Regions from separate parts of the Mus musculus genome. Here all the other regions are linked to region 2. A link is a contact called in public HiChIP or PLAC-seq and Micro-C data. All regions are on one chromosome and are shown on one strand. Each heading gives the region's core, a stretch centred on a gene start, on an enhancer-like site or on the middle of the called end of the contact. The rest is flanking DNA. Distances are from core to core; before and after follow the strand shown.

Region 1 (2,700 bases), core at 171-2,670, 940 kb after region 2:
CCACCACCATCCCACCCTGCTCCTTTTCCAACACCCACTGATGTCAATATTCTTAACTGGCATCGGACTAAAGTGTGAAAATAGAACTTATGCAGAAAAATGATGGACACGGGGTCACAGTGTTTGGTCGGGTGTAATAGGAGTGTATGCTGAATTTTCCTGGGGCTTTAGGACAATTCAAATGAGCAGTATGTGGAATGGCGGAATTTCGCAGCTACTTTTGAAATGATGCATCCCACACCACATTAAATAAATTGAAAACAAATGTGCCCATCATCTGAGTGGGATGTCAATAATAACAGCAATAGGTCTGAGAAGGAAACTGCACAAAGAAAATAAGGACTGAAGACAAAGCTTAGCCTTAGAGCACTTGCCTAACATGCCCAAGGCCGTGGCGTCAAACTCCAGACCACAAAAGCTCCAACCCAAACATAAAATTAATCCCAGCACTGTGGGAAGCAGAGGCAGGTGGATTTCTGAGTTCGAGGCCAGCCTGGTCTACAAAGTGAGTTCCAGGGCAGCCAGGGCTATACAGAGAAACTCTGTCTCGAAAAAACAAAAAAAGAAAGAAAGAAAGAGAGAGACGGAGGGAGGGAGGGAGGGAGGGAGGGAGGGAGGGAGGGAGAGAGAGAGAGAGAGAGAGAGAGAGAGAGAGAGAGAGAGAGAGAGAGAAAGAAAGAAAGAAAGAAAGAAAGAAAGAAAGAAAGAAAGAAAGAAAGAAAGAAAGAAAGAAAGAAAGAAAACCTCAGAAACCATGTTAGGATCGAGAACTGGGAAGGTGCCTAATGCTAACTCCTAATCCCTCTTCAGCATCTCCTCCAGGTTTCCTAGCCGCTCCTCACCCTCCATGCTCCTCCTTACAATGCCCCCAAGCTCTTCTCCCCAGCTCTTAGCCCCATCTCCCTCCCAGTCCTGACTCCAGAGTGTCTTCCCCAGGCTCCTTTTCTATCCTGGCTTCTCCCTTTGTGTTTACCACCCCCTCCACTCTGCAATGCCCACTCTGCTTCCCCCAAACGCCTCTTCTTCCTCTGCCTCTTCAGGCTCCTCCTCTCAATCCTCATCCTCTCCTCCCTAGCTCTGTCTTCTCCTAGCATTCCTTTCATGCTCCCCCCTCCAGAGCCTCCCCATCTCCTAGATTCTTCCCCCACTACACACTCCCAAATTTCTCGGGATCCTCCTCTCTCTCCACTCTCTCCTTATCCTGGATCTCGCTCTGCCTCTTTCTCCGGCTCCTCCTCTCTTCAAGCTCCTCCCCTCTCCCTTTTCTCTGGATCTCCTCCTCCCCCTATTCTCTCCGCCCCCTAACCTAAGTTCTCTCCAAGCTCCCCCTCCCACTCCAGTCCTTCCCCTTTCCTTCCCCACCGCCCTCTGGACGCTCCTCCTCTCCCTCTAGGTCTTTGGCCCCGCCCACAGAATGATCGATGTGTCCGTCTGCAGGCTGGTCCTCGGTGCTCGGCTCGCCACGCCTGCGACGCTGCCATGGAGACGTAGCCGCGGCCTCCTGGCTCTGCCCGGGACCTGGATCCCTTGCGTCAGCAGGCCCACGCGTGTCCGCGAGCGCCGGTGGCAAAGTCTGCTTCGCTGGAGCATCCGGGCAAGCGGTGACTTTGCTGGCCGCTGGGGCGTAGGGCTCGCATCCTTCCTCCTTCCAGTAGCTCTCTACTCCATAGCTGAGGACCGCTTCTCTCACCAGCGGAGAGGAGACCCTGGGACCGCCAACCGTCTGTGGGTTATTAAGGGACCTGCGATTGTCCATCCGCCTCATCCTTCCGCTCAGCTCAGCTCAGCAAGCTGCATCCGTGAGTAACCTCGCTTGAACACTCTGGCCCATAGAGGCTGCTCCTGGTGGTGAGGCCCATGCTGGGCCTGTCCCCGACTCCCCTCCCCTTCCGACAGTTTCTTCCCTTTGTAGTGTCACCCTTGGTAAGAGTGGAAGACTGGCTAGAAGAAAGGACCTGAACCAACGCTTAGTCCACATCCCCATTGTGTTTTGAGCGGGGTGGACAGGCCAGCCCCTGCTGCAGACACCCTGGATACATCTCTTTGAGCTCAGCAGTATTGCAGCGGCAGTGGACACCTGATAAGCTTCCCAGGAGTGGTGTGGAGTCACTGTCAACACTAGAGCACTTTGTCTGGAATGGCTCTCACGTGGCTCCTGAATGGTCAGAGATGTGTCTTGGATTCTCCTGCCCTCCTGAGGATCTTGCCTATGGAAGGTCTAAGTTACCTACTTTCACTATTAAGTTGAACAAGGACTCCCAAACCCAACAGCCATCAAGGTTGTTGGCCAACTAGTTACAAAGCACAGCAGCCGGCTGTTCCTGGCCTAGGAGGAAAGCCAGGTGTGCAGGACGCTGGGCCTGTGGGATGAGTGGGCGAGTCCCGCTGGCAGAAAAGGCCCTGTCAGAATCCTATGCCCGCCTCCGGTACAGGGATACGTCCTTGCTCATTTGGCAACAAGAGCAGCAGAAGTTGGAGTCTGTACCACCTAGTACATACCTGAGCAGAAGCCGCAGCATGTGGTACTCCCAGTATGGAAATGAGGCCATCTTAGTTCGAGACAAAAACCAGCTTGGGGTCTCTAGGGACACTGGCCAGTCTAAGTTTTGCTCAATCATGTAATTCCAGGGAGAAGACCCTTGATGGCCATGAAGATCAAGCCGTGGTATAAAAACGCAACACCCAAGAATGTCATCCAAC
Region 2 (2,700 bases), core at 70-2,569:
CGGGGCCGCACCCGGAGACCTGCCCCGCCTACTCCGACACCCAATACCTGTTCGCAGGCATCTCCAGGGGCAGCCCCCGCCGCACCCAGGGAGGGGGTCTTAGAAACCCCACTTAGAAGGAATTCCACCCCGTTCTCGGGAAGGGGCTATTATTAATCAAGCCCCTCCCACGCCATCTTAAAGAGCTCTAAAAATTAAGCCTCGATGTAGGGCTGAGCTCGAGCGTCACATAAAACCCCACTTTTAAGGAAAGGGCAGGCAGTTCTCTCCTTCGATTACTGGGAGAAGAGTGCAGTTGGTTACTACAACAGGAGTACCCCGTTCTGTGAAGCCGGAAGGGAAATAAGGGCTCCCCTCTCCGGCTCCCGTTCCAATCAGCACAGGATTTTCAAACTTCCGAAATGAGTCAGTCCCACGCCCACCCTAGGCAGCAAGCCGCCTGCACATCGCCCCTCTTCGAAAGTTTGATTCCGGCTAGGGGACAGCGATCCCAAAACCCCATACTAGGAGTCCAGGGCACATCGTCTCTGCCCCGCTCTAAGTAAGCAACGAGAGTATAGCGCCCCTGACCTCACACTGCACCCCAACATCCGCCCTAGCACGGGCCGGAGGCAAAGAAGAATGAAAATAAATGGTCCCAAGAAGCAACAGGAAACCAAAACCGATTCGATTCAAATCGAAAAGTAGAGGCGCAAGCAGCATGTCCGCCCCCGCGGCGAGCCCCAGGAGCGTCTACCCAAGTGCGAGCCAGGGTTGGGCCTCCGGGGCCCCATACCACACTTCCAGCGTCTTTGGGCGCTATGAGAAAAGTGGGTACCCCTGGAAAGAGAAGGGTCCTCCTCACACGCCAGGACACCAGGTCCCACGGTCCCGTCCACCCGCTCTGGCTCTCAACTCTGGCAGCTGGTCCCTTACTCCTATCTACCCAAAGCGTGCGCAGGGCGCAACAGAAGTTTCTGAAAGGCGCCCGAAGTTGCGGGCTCGCGGGAGCCTACCTCTTGCGGCGAGCGCGGGCAGCAGCGTTAGGCAGAGCAAGGGCGTCAGGAGCCGTGGCATGCCTGCTCGCCAGCTGCCCGCAGCCCGGGCGGCGGCCTCTTGGGGTGGCCGGCGGGGATCGGACGTTGACGCACACCACCGGCGGTCCCGCAGGCGTCCACCCTCTGATGCCCTCTTTCCTGGCGGGTGGGCGGCGCTGGGCTCTCAGCGGCGCTGGGCCCTACAAGGCACCCGGGCTCGTTCCTTCACTGCGCTCGCACCCGCGCCCAGCGCCCGCGCCCTGCGCCCCACGCCCCTGCGCTCCCTCCCGCGGCAGAGGCACTAGTGAGGCTCTGAGCGGGCGGGCGCTCCGCCCCTATGGGGGCCCGCCCCTGCCCCGCCCCATCCCAGCGGGCTCCGCCCCTGGTTCCTGCGAACCCTTACCCCCTTGTGGACCCTGTCCCTCCCAGCGCTTTGGTGGGTTCTGCGCCTGTCCGGGCTAGGGAGCGCGTCCCGAGCCAGGATCTAAGGATCTTATGGTTCGCAAGACAAGGAGGAATGGAGGGGTGTATGGAATGGGCATCTAGGAACTACTTCTTGTTCGAAAGTTTACAGAGACCAAAAGTTTGAGCTGGCGCTGCGGAAGGATCAGGCTTTGTGTGTAGCCGCCCTCTGCGACATTTGGCCAGAATTTGCATTTCAATAGTAGAGGAGGTACGGGTCTTGTGGGAAAGGAAAGCTGCACGGGGAACCAGCTCCATCCTGGAGTTAGGTCTAGGACCGTGGGCAGGAGCAGCTGAAGTCAAGTTTGGGGGGAATCCTGGGGCAGGAGTTTAAATGTGGCGCCCTGGCAGCGTTGCGCGTGTCCTGTCCCTAGGGCTCCACTCCTGGGAGCTGTTTGGTCTCGGCTATAGGCATCAGGAGGATTGAGGCCAGGCACTCTTAGCCATGACTTCCGGAACGCTTGACCTTAAACGATGATGGCGTCGCGCCCGCAGCCTCTGTAGAAGGGAGTTCGGGGCTCCCTAAGGGAACTCCCCAAGGACTAGTGCCTTGCTGGACAGATTGCGCTCTCGATTCCCAGCAGGAACCCGAGTCTAGACGTTCCACGGTCACCCTTCTCACTGGTCCCTGGCTGTGTCCGACTTAGGTGGCCTGGGAAAGTGCAGAGTTCCAGTACAATGACTGCTAGCGTCAACACAGCCTCTCATGCTTTATCTCCACCTTGATGTTTGGACATCCTGTGCTAAGCTGCTTAGCACTGGGCGTCCAAGATGCCTTCCTTATCCCTTTGCAGTTAAAGTTCAATGGAATCTGGAACGAACAACACCTCCCCATCCTAAAACACGGTGGTGAGTTCAACAAGGAATAAGGGCCCCAGATTATATTGTCCTAGGACCCTCCCATCTCCCTTGACACACCTGTTCCTGAAAGGCACTAAAGGGCCAGTGCCAACAGCTGTCCAGCCCCCATCTCCTGCTCCTCTCAGAAACTGGCCTCAAGCCTGGGGGTTAGCAGCATGGGGTCAGTACCCGAGAGAAAAAGCGCCCAATGCTACAGAAATATTTATATAAGAGATCTGCAGCTCCAGAGAGCAGTTCCATAGAAGGAACGCCTGACTGCAAGTGCCTCTTCTGAGATGGGTCCTGAAGGCCTCTAACTGCTTATGTGTCGACTATATTCCAGCTTTGTCAGCAGGCAGCCTGACTTGGATACAAAGAAGGC
Region 3 (2,700 bases), core at 13-2,512, 930 kb before region 2:
AGTAGCCATCGTCAGCCCAGGTGACCTCATAGTCAGGATACTTGGCTTTGATCTTCTCAGTTGAAACAGAGTGCTGGGCACGACCGTAACCCTAGAGAAAGGATGACCGCCAGTTTGCTAGTTTTTTGCTTTGGGAGCCCACCCAGAAGCCGCAGCAATAGCAGCCCTGGGGAAAGTTAGCAGATCCTACCATCCTAATCATACTGGGATCATGATGAGGACTGAAGAGCTCTTCAGGTGATGCCTGAGGGTCTAAGGTGGACTTTATGAAAAAGGATCAACATAGAACTGTGAATTTGACCCCAGTACTGGTGGCTCCAAGGGCCCCTAGAGAGTCAGGACACAGACCCATCAGGATCTGGAGCAAGTCGGGGATGTAGCCCAAGGTGTCATTTGGAAAACGTGGGGAAAGGAAAACCCATTCAGCCCTTAAGTAAGGGTTCTGTAGCTCCAACTTTCAGAGTCCCAAAGGTGGCCTGAATGGTGGTGTGAGGGGTGGGGTGGGGTGGGGTGGGGGTGGGGTCAGGCTCACAAAGGTGAGCTTTGCAGTCTGGCTGAGACCTGGGGACTGGAGCTCACCATAGAGTAGCCATACACGTGTATCTTCCTGTCCTGGCTCTGATGGGAGATGCGCCCGCCGCCTAGGCACTCACAGTCATAGCCATTCCTTTGCAGCTCGCCTGACACTTTGTCATAGATGTCCGCTGGGGTGGGGAGAGTGGCCTCAGGATATGCCCTAGCCGCCCTTGTTGGCCCCACACTGAACTCTAGGGCTGGATATGGGGTCAGAAGCTCCAGCTCTTGGTGGTCTTTTTCCCAGAGAAGATGAGCCCTTCCCCCGCTGGCAAAAAGATGAACGGGAGGAAGAAGACACTTTCGAAGTGAGAGACGGGATTAAGAAGATCCCAGTCATGGCACTCCTTTCTGCCCAAATCCCGACGTTTCTAGGTCAGCCTAGCTATGTGTTAGTACAAGTCATGATATATTAGCAGTCACTACTCCGCTACCAGCAACTGTAAGGCCCCGCCCCTAACCTTCGTCCCGCCTCCAAGGGCACAGAGGCCCCGCCCTCACCGTGGTACTCAGCCCATTTGTAGCCACGCACGATTTCCTTGCACTCCTTCGCCGGATCCCCAGAAGGCTCTGCTAAGTGGACTCGAATCAGCACATACTTGAAGACGCCATCCGAATCAATGTCTACATCAGGAATCTGACCGAGGTCCGCCGCCATGTTCCCCGAAGCGCTCGATCTCTGGGCCCCACAGCCCCTTACCAAACCCGACCCAGGCCTATGCGTAGGGAGGCGGGCCCTTTGGCAGCCACGGCCAATCCCGTGAGGGAATGCTTACCTAGCCCAGAGCCTCAGCCAGTTGTACCTCCAATCTGAGGCACGGACTGGCCAATTGCAACCCAGTTCTTTGCAGCTTTGGGATCGGGCTCATGAGTCCCAGTTAAAGGAGCCGAGGCATAGGTTAACCCGTGGTGCTGTAAATCAACCCGCTGCAGGGCAGCAAAAGGATGCAAGGACGCACTCCGGTTCCACTCCTGGGTCCTAAGGCTTCAATCCGTAAACCATAAATCCGAAGTCCTCTCTTCCCCAACACCTGTAAACCGGAGGATCTCTCTCCGGTCTCTCCAAATTCAAGTACTCCCCTGCATACTCCACTTCACACCCTCGGGCCTCCCCTTCCACAATACTCCGGTTGCGGGTTGTTAAGCTCCTACTCCCGGAAGCTTTGACGCAATGCTCCCCCCCCCCCCCCCCCCCCCGGCCACGACGACGACCACCACCACCACCACTACCGAGTTATTAGCAGCAGCTACATTCAAGTTCTATTTTACTTGGTTCGAAAGCACTTGCCCTTCTCGTCAGAGGCGTTCTTGCCAGTCTGCCGCAGGAGGGACTGTGGAGCCCCTGGGGAGGGCGGCAGGCGGCGGGGCAGCAAGTGTTGCAAGAGCGGCATCCGGGCATGTGCTAAGACAGGGGCCAAGGAGAGAGAGCTGGAGTGTCCCGGGGACATCCAGTCGAGGGTAGCTGGCGCGTGTGCACACCCTCGTGCATAGGTGTGTGTCCCAGGTTCTTGCAATTGAACTTTCAGAGCTCCTAAGGGCTTGGGGCTTCTTCTTCTCCCAAGATTCTTGGAGAATCTGGTCGCAAGCCCTCTCTGGGTCACACCCTCCACAAAGTCCTGGGCTCAGATCCAGGTACGGGGTCAGGCAAGGGGCTTAGGGAAGCCTAGACCTCTCCACAACACGTCAGGCTTTGGCTTCTCTCTCAGCTTGGAGTGCAGCCAGGGCACTTTTGCACACAGGATTGGATTCGGGGCAGGCCTCGGCACCGACTCCTTAACCGTACCCACACTTGGTGGCTCACTACTAAGCACCTTTCCTAGTCCAGTTCCTAATTAGGGACAGCCCTGTTCCTTACTCATTCCCAAGTCATTCCGTGGTAGGAGCTGCTCTCAGTAGGGTTGTCTGCTAATTCGTCAGCACACGCTTCCCACCTCTCCATCTTCTCTGGAAGGCAGATTTTTAAGGCCATCTTGTTGGGTAGGTGTTGGGAGCTCAAATCCTTACCCAGATCTTAACTCTGGTTGGGTCGCCGCCCACACTGCTTCCCCTGCTCAGGCTTCCATCTGGCAGGGTGGATTGTACCTTGGCCTTAACCTGAAAATTCCCCAGTATTCCAACTTGTCTACA
Region 4 (2,700 bases), core at 90-2,589, 900 kb before region 2:
AAGAAGCTCCTAGTTCAGGCCTAATTTCTAGAATTGGGCTGCAAATTAATACTATATAAAAATAACGAAAGAATCCAAACATAGATTCCAAAGAACACAAACCACTGAATATTTGACTCAATTCTCTTCCTCAGTCAAGAGAAATACAAACTTCCAAGTTAACACACATACACTGTTTGCTTCTAAATTTGCACAAAAAATCCTCCTAGTAAGTTTCATAATGTTACATTATTACCTAAATATCACTGACCCTGTGAGGCACAGCTTACAGTGAACTGTGTGTATGTGCCAGTGCATGTATGTGTGCGCGCACGCGCTTCAAAAATGTTGCAGTATAGAAATAGTTTAGAAGTAAACAATATCAGACCACGACATTGCCCAAGAATCTTTTGATTGTTCAACCTGCAAATGGAAAAACTCTAAAGAGGTCAAGAGAACCGTGTGCTTCTCGCTGCACAACATACATAATTTATAACGAAGGGCAGAGCGGACTTTTCTTCTTGTGGGGTCAGGGATGCAGAGTTAAGAGCCTCTTGAAATTAAAAAAAAAAAAAAAGCATATCCCTTACAAAACAAAAAACAAAAAAACAAAATCAAGGCTCAAGGCCCACAGGCGACCGACTTTCAGGAGCCTCCGACTTTCAGGAGCCTCAAGTGAGAGCAGGCGCGGGGGGCGGAGAGGAGGCAGGCACACGCAGCCCCGCGCGCGCACCCTCGGGTTATGTAATGGTCTCTCTCCGCAGGGTACCCGCGCCAATCAGGGTCCTCCACCGCTGCTCCGCTAGTGTCGCCGCACAGCTGTTCTCTGGAGGTCTCCTGTCAGGTGATGTCCCTCAAGGAACGACCACTACTCAGAACCCAGGGACCCGTCCGCCCCTACCCTCTGATTCTTCCAGACCCTAGTAGGCTGGGTGGCCGCCCCGGGCCCTGCCAGCCGCCCCGGCCTGCCCGACGGCGCGGCCCGCACTCACTGTTATACTGAACCCCCTTAGCGAAGCGCCTCTGCAGCGCCTGGTTCATGGACTGCAGCCCGGCGGGGATGTTCTTGTCCCGGCCTGGGGCCTGCTCCGACCCCACCAGCTTCTTCAACGCGGAGAACATGTTCCTGCTGGACGTGCGAGCCGGGCTGGCCTGCGAGCTCAGCAGCGGCAGCAGCACAGCGCACCCCGCACCATGTCCGGCCGGCCCAGGCTTCCCCCGAGGCCGGAGCGGGCGCGGCCTCGAGCGAGGTTCTGGGGCCTCAGCCTCTGTGGCTCCGCTCCGGCTTCCACGGCCCTCGGCGCGGCAGCCAGGCACCCGTCAGCGCCGCCATCTTGGCGCCGGCGCGGCTACGGGACGCTAAAAGGGACACGTAGCCGCCGCATGCGCAGAGAGCGCACTAGGTCCCGCCCTTTTCTAGCATCTCCACCTCGCCGCCACCAACCCCCTCTGGTCCAACGATCAGCTTCCCGGTCCTCAAGAGTCCCGAGGTTTCTCCTTCCTCTAGTGTAGTTCTGGAAAAATGTTTATTTCTGTACTACAGCCCAGACAGGTTTACTTTTTCTTCTTTTTGGCTCCCTTGAGCTTCGCCTCGATCAGCTGTTGGGCCTGTTTCTTTATCTCCGCCCGCGAAGGGACGTAACTATGGTCCACATCCGCAAACTGGAAGGTTTCTGAACAGGCAAGAAAAGGAGTGGCTGCCACCCTCTTTCCAGAAGCCTCCCACCTCTACCTGTTGGCGTTTGCTGCCATAGGCCATCTCCTGCCGGGAGCTCATTTCAGACATGTATCAATGACTGGAGACCCCTGCCCTAAGTCACCTAAGGCCAGGTGCCAGACAACTAGGATTTGCCAAGATTATCCACACTAGCTGTCCTTATCCTTTCACCCCACCTTGCCTCTGTAGCAGAAATTCTTCTAAAAGTTCGGTCTGGGCTCCCTTCTGGCCCATCCCATGATATACGTCCCTTTTGTCTCAGAAAAAGAAACCTCTGTAACGTCTATCGATTAAAACCTTTCCCTTCAGCGCCCAGTCACCATGTATGCCATCTCTTGTCTTGAGTTCAGACCCTATCTAGTTGCAGCTATTGTTCTTGTCGTCCTTCTCCATCTTCCTGTGGCCGGCATGTAGAGCCTCACCTATCATGTCCTCCTCTGGGTCCTCAAAGGTAATTCTGGTATTATGTTTCTCTTTTAGAGTTGATGACTCCAAGGTGTCCCTCACCTTTGTGTCAACCTGCAGGGCAGCACCCATTATCATCTTGGAGAGCACATGGGCTTTGTGGGGACCCCTCCATGGCCCAGGGTTACCTCCTCATTTCTGGACAACGTTTGCATGCGCTCAGCCAGGTAGATAAGCTTTCCCTCACAATAATCCAGCTTGCCGTACACATCAAGAGTGTTAGAGACTGCTATTTCTTTCTGTGGGTCAGAGGAGCAGCTGGTTTTCCTGTGGTCCCACACAGGGACCCTGTACACAGCATCTCCTCCCCGGGGGCTGATACCTGGAAGGTTGGCAAGGTGATGCCGATGAGCCGGATGTAGAGGTTGTCAATACCTGTCTGGATGACCAGCAGCAGCTGCTGGCCCTTATTCATGTTGTTTTGGGCCTGCTTGAGTCTTGCTTCTTCCTCTTCTAGCATGTTCTTCATCTTCTTCTGGATAGAGTTAAAGCTATGGGGGAGGTAAGCACAGCAGTGAGGAGGAGGAGGGCACAGCAGT
Region 5 (2,700 bases), core at 158-2,657, 520 kb after region 2:
ATGGGAAAAACATAGTTAACCTCAGGGGTGAAGATATTTCACGAAGTGTCTAGCATGTGCTCAGCATGTGCTGTGCGCCTTGCACATTCCCACCCCATTTGAAATGCTCAGGAGACCCCAAATCTTTCCAGCTTTGCTGTCAAGTCGCAGTCCTAACTCAGGGTCTACTGACATTCTAACGTTAAAGTCTTGGGCTCCTGGGCTCTGTTTAGCCACGTTCTGTCCTTGTCCATATGGCACCTCTCATCCCGCTAGCATCTGGTGTGACTGCCTCCAGGCACCCAGGAGGATGTCAGCTCTGCTGTGGCAGCCTGGCTTTGGGTATGGGGTTGGGAAATCTTCCCCTCAGCCCTGGCCCACATCTCTGCAGGATGTCACTTCCTCATGTCACTTGCCATCACCGCTAGCAGACGGGAATGCGTGTTAGGGAGAGATACCGGTGCTCTAGGGGAGGTTCCAAGGCTAGGTGATTTTAGTTCCCTGTGGTAAGCAGGTTGAGTGGGCCCATGCTCCCTCCACTACCCCATCTGATTTAGAGAACAGGCCTCACCCCAAACCAGGATGCCTGGATTTTGTCCAGGTGTAGTGCTGGGTCAGAAGAGAGCTTCAGTTCAGGGATGACTGGAGATGTGTAGACCAAGGCATACCCAAAGCTGAAATTGCCCAGCACAGCGGCGAAGGTAGCCAGGAACACCCTTCTGTTTTTCAAGGCCCTGGTGGGGGATGGGGTAGAACCAAAGGACCAAGGACAAGTCCTTTAAATGGACCCTGAGTTCCCAGACTGCTGCCTTCCCCGAGCCCATGACCATCCAGCTCGGCAGATAACCAGGAGAGGCCTGGGTCCAGGGCCAGTCAAGTTGTCTTCAGGCCTTAGCAGCAGCTCTGGGAAATCCCCAGGCTGTCGGCTGGGGCTGGTGCCCGTTTTCTCCAGAAAAGAAATTGTGGTTTTTGCCTCCTGTTGTGATGCTCAAAGCTTGTTCTGTGATCTTAGGCAAGACCCATGTCCTCCCCCTGTGGCAGGTGGGGATCCCACCCAGTATTCCTTTGGAGGCTCTCTTCTTTATGGTGGTCCAGTTCTTTAAATAGGACTTGCGAGCATGCGGTAAGAAAGAGTCAGATGACTCTTGGTGGCCACTCACCAGAAGTCAGTAATGGCCCAAGATGTGTATCGTCTGCTGGAGATAAGGCCATCCCAACCTCCCATGCCCACACCCTGAGACTCTCACCCGGCTCGTTCTCTCTCTCCAGGAGTCGCGGGCACCTCGGGGAAGGTATCATAGTCGAGTCCCTCGGTTCTTAGCAGGGGTTCCTGCATGGCCAGCGCGGATGGTCAGATACAGCGGGACTCCACTGCAGAGCTAAAGCATCTGCCTGAGCCCTCAGCACAGCAGGCGAAGCTCCGCCCTACAGATGCGATTGGCTGCAGGGCGGCCCTGCAGAGCCGTGCTGTCCAATGAGACAGCCGCACGCCTCGGATGCAGGGTGCGATCGGGCTCCCGGGCGTGTCCCATCGCGTGCGCCTTGAGGCGCTGGATTCTGCCGGGGAAACCCGCTTCTAGGGCAGGGCCGCCTGAGCACCCTTTCGCCAGGCTAAGAGCGTGGACTGCTCCATGGCTGGGTCTGGCTTTATGGAGGAGAAGCCCAGAGAGTCGTAAGCTTGCCAAGGTCACACGGAGGATTGTTATTATTATATATTTTTTTATTATTGCCTTGCTTGGCCCTGTTCTGTGCCCTCTCCCGTCACATAGATGTCACTTCTACACCTGCCACTTCACTTCTCGCCTCCTAACCCTAGTTGACTCCAATGAATCACTACTTTGGGTGTGTACAGTAAGTAGGAGGAGGGTGGAGCAGAAACAATTAGGGGTAACTCCAGCAGGTGCCCTGCGGTGTCTCACCCCATAGCTGTGGACAAACCCCAAGGCTTCTCTCTGCTAGCAAGCAATCTGTCTCTGAGCTACATTCCTGATCTCTGGGATTTCCTGGTTGTCCAAATAGCTTGCACTGTTCAAAATCATTCCAGTAATGGTATAAAATGACCAAAAAAAACGAAACAGAAACTTCTCTAGGAGGTGGAAAAAGCCACAATCAAGATGCCTATCTGTGTCTTTGGACTTTTTCAGTCACAGGAGTGGACTTACTTCCTGTTCACATTTATAAACTGACCCTTTGTTACCAGGCTATTAAAACAGTAAAGGGTGTTGTAGAAGTCTCAGTTCCCCTTTAGAAACACTTCTAGAGAGGACAGTAGAGACCACAAAACTGCTGCGACCCACCCTGGCTGGACGTCTTTCCTTCCTGTGTTTGCCTTGCCTGTCTGTTACTTAGTGGGGAGGTGAACTTTCAGTGAGTGGTGTTCCACTTCACATCCAAGCTGAGTGTGTGTGTGTGTGTGTGTGTGTGTGTGTGTGTTATACATAATTTTGGGAGCCTGAGAGCACTGGCTGCTCTTGCAAGGACTCAGGTTTGATTTCCCAGCCCCACGGGTTGGCACACAACCCTCCTCTTACCTCCATTTCCAGGACAATTGGTGCCTTTTGGCATCAGCTTTTATGTGGTACAGACAAAACACCCAAACATGTGAAAAACTTAAGATATATAATTTTTAAATTTTATGTCTGTCTGTGAGTCTGTGCTCCTGAAGCTGAAATGATGGACTTGTAGGAGCTGGAGTTACAGGCCGGTCAGTCACCAAATAGT

The links. A called contact is a pair of places that touch in the nucleus more often than the background predicts. HiChIP or PLAC-seq counts read pairs in DNA pulled down with a chosen protein or histone mark.
Region 1: an H3K4me3 HiChIP or PLAC-seq map of stem cell-derived neural progenitor cells shows a contact between it and region 2, with 5 times the contacts expected there. The contact joins the promoter of Brd3os here to the promoter of Notch1 in region 2. A contact is called at or near these places in 1 of 484 Hi-C or Micro-C datasets (embryonic stem cells) and 2 of 115 datasets of contacts at active chromatin or transcription factors (bone marrow-derived macrophages and stem cell-derived neural progenitor cells).
Region 3: an H3K4me3 HiChIP or PLAC-seq map of embryonic stem cells shows a contact between it and region 2, with 7 read pairs. The contact joins the promoter of Phpt1 here to the promoter of Notch1 in region 2. A contact is called at or near these places in 2 of 39 promoter capture datasets (cranial neural crest and liver), 1 of 115 datasets of contacts at active chromatin or transcription factors (embryonic stem cells) and 1 of 9 other capture datasets (liver).
Region 4: a contact with region 2 is called in a Micro-C map of embryonic stem cells, with 3 times the contacts expected there. The contact joins the promoter of Rabl6 here to the promoter of Notch1 in region 2. A contact is called at or near these places in 4 of 39 promoter capture datasets (cranial neural crest, liver and second pharyngeal arch cranial neural crest) and 1 of 484 Hi-C or Micro-C datasets (embryonic stem cells).
Region 5: a contact with region 2 is called in an H3K27ac HiChIP or PLAC-seq map of bone marrow-derived dendritic cells, with 2.9 times the contacts expected there. The contact joins the promoter of Slc2a6 here to the promoter of Notch1 in region 2. A contact is called at or near these places in 3 of 39 promoter capture datasets (liver, neural stem cells and neutrophils) and 3 of 115 datasets of contacts at active chromatin or transcription factors (bone marrow-derived dendritic cells, effector CD8 T cells and pancreatic cancer cells).

The regions. Positions count from the first base shown.
Region 1 is chr2:27,441,016-27,443,715 of GRCm38.p6, forward strand. It overlaps Brd3os (bromodomain containing 3, opposite strand), which reads left to right and starts at 1,421. Exons shown (of 2, transcript NM_001360791.1): 1 at 1,421-1,799; 2 at 1,913-2,700. The coding sequence starts at 2,368. The coding sequence ends at 2,622.
Region 2 is chr2:26,502,503-26,505,202 of GRCm38.p6, forward strand. It overlaps Notch1 (notch 1), which reads right to left and starts at 1,320. Exons shown (of 34, transcript NM_008714.3): 1 at 996-1,320. The coding sequence starts at 1,056. Gm35978 (predicted gene, 35978) reads left to right here and starts at 1,425. Exons shown (of 2, transcript NR_132655.1): 1 at 1,425-2,327; 2 at 2,662-2,700.
Region 3 is chr2:25,573,609-25,576,308 of GRCm38.p6, forward strand. Phpt1 (phosphohistidine phosphatase 1) reads right to left here and starts at 1,263. Exons shown (of 3, transcript NM_029293.2): 1 at 1,075-1,263; 2 at 580-704; 3 at 1-91. The coding sequence starts at 1,231. It overlaps Ajm1 (apical junction component 1), which reads right to left. Exons shown (of 1, transcript NM_001005424.2): 1 at 1,808-2,700.
Region 4 is chr2:25,607,142-25,609,841 of GRCm38.p6, forward strand. It overlaps Rabl6 (RAB, member RAS oncogene family-like 6), which reads right to left and starts at 1,340. Exons shown (of 15, transcript NM_001024616.2): 1 at 972-1,340. The coding sequence starts at 1,101. It overlaps Ccdc183 (coiled-coil domain containing 183), which reads right to left. Exons shown (of 14, transcript NM_029859.1): 11 at 2,484-2,652; 12 at 2,290-2,400; 13 at 2,119-2,215; 14 at 1,488-1,652. The coding sequence ends at 1,534. Fcnaos (a long non-coding RNA gene) reads left to right here and starts at 2,189. Exons shown (of 8, transcript XR_003954003.1): 1 at 2,189-2,328.
Region 5 is chr2:27,026,591-27,029,290 of GRCm38.p6, forward strand. It overlaps Slc2a6 (solute carrier family 2 (facilitated glucose transporter), member 6), which reads right to left and starts at 1,408. Exons shown (of 10, transcript NM_172659.2): 1 at 1,227-1,408; 2 at 551-713. The coding sequence starts at 1,315.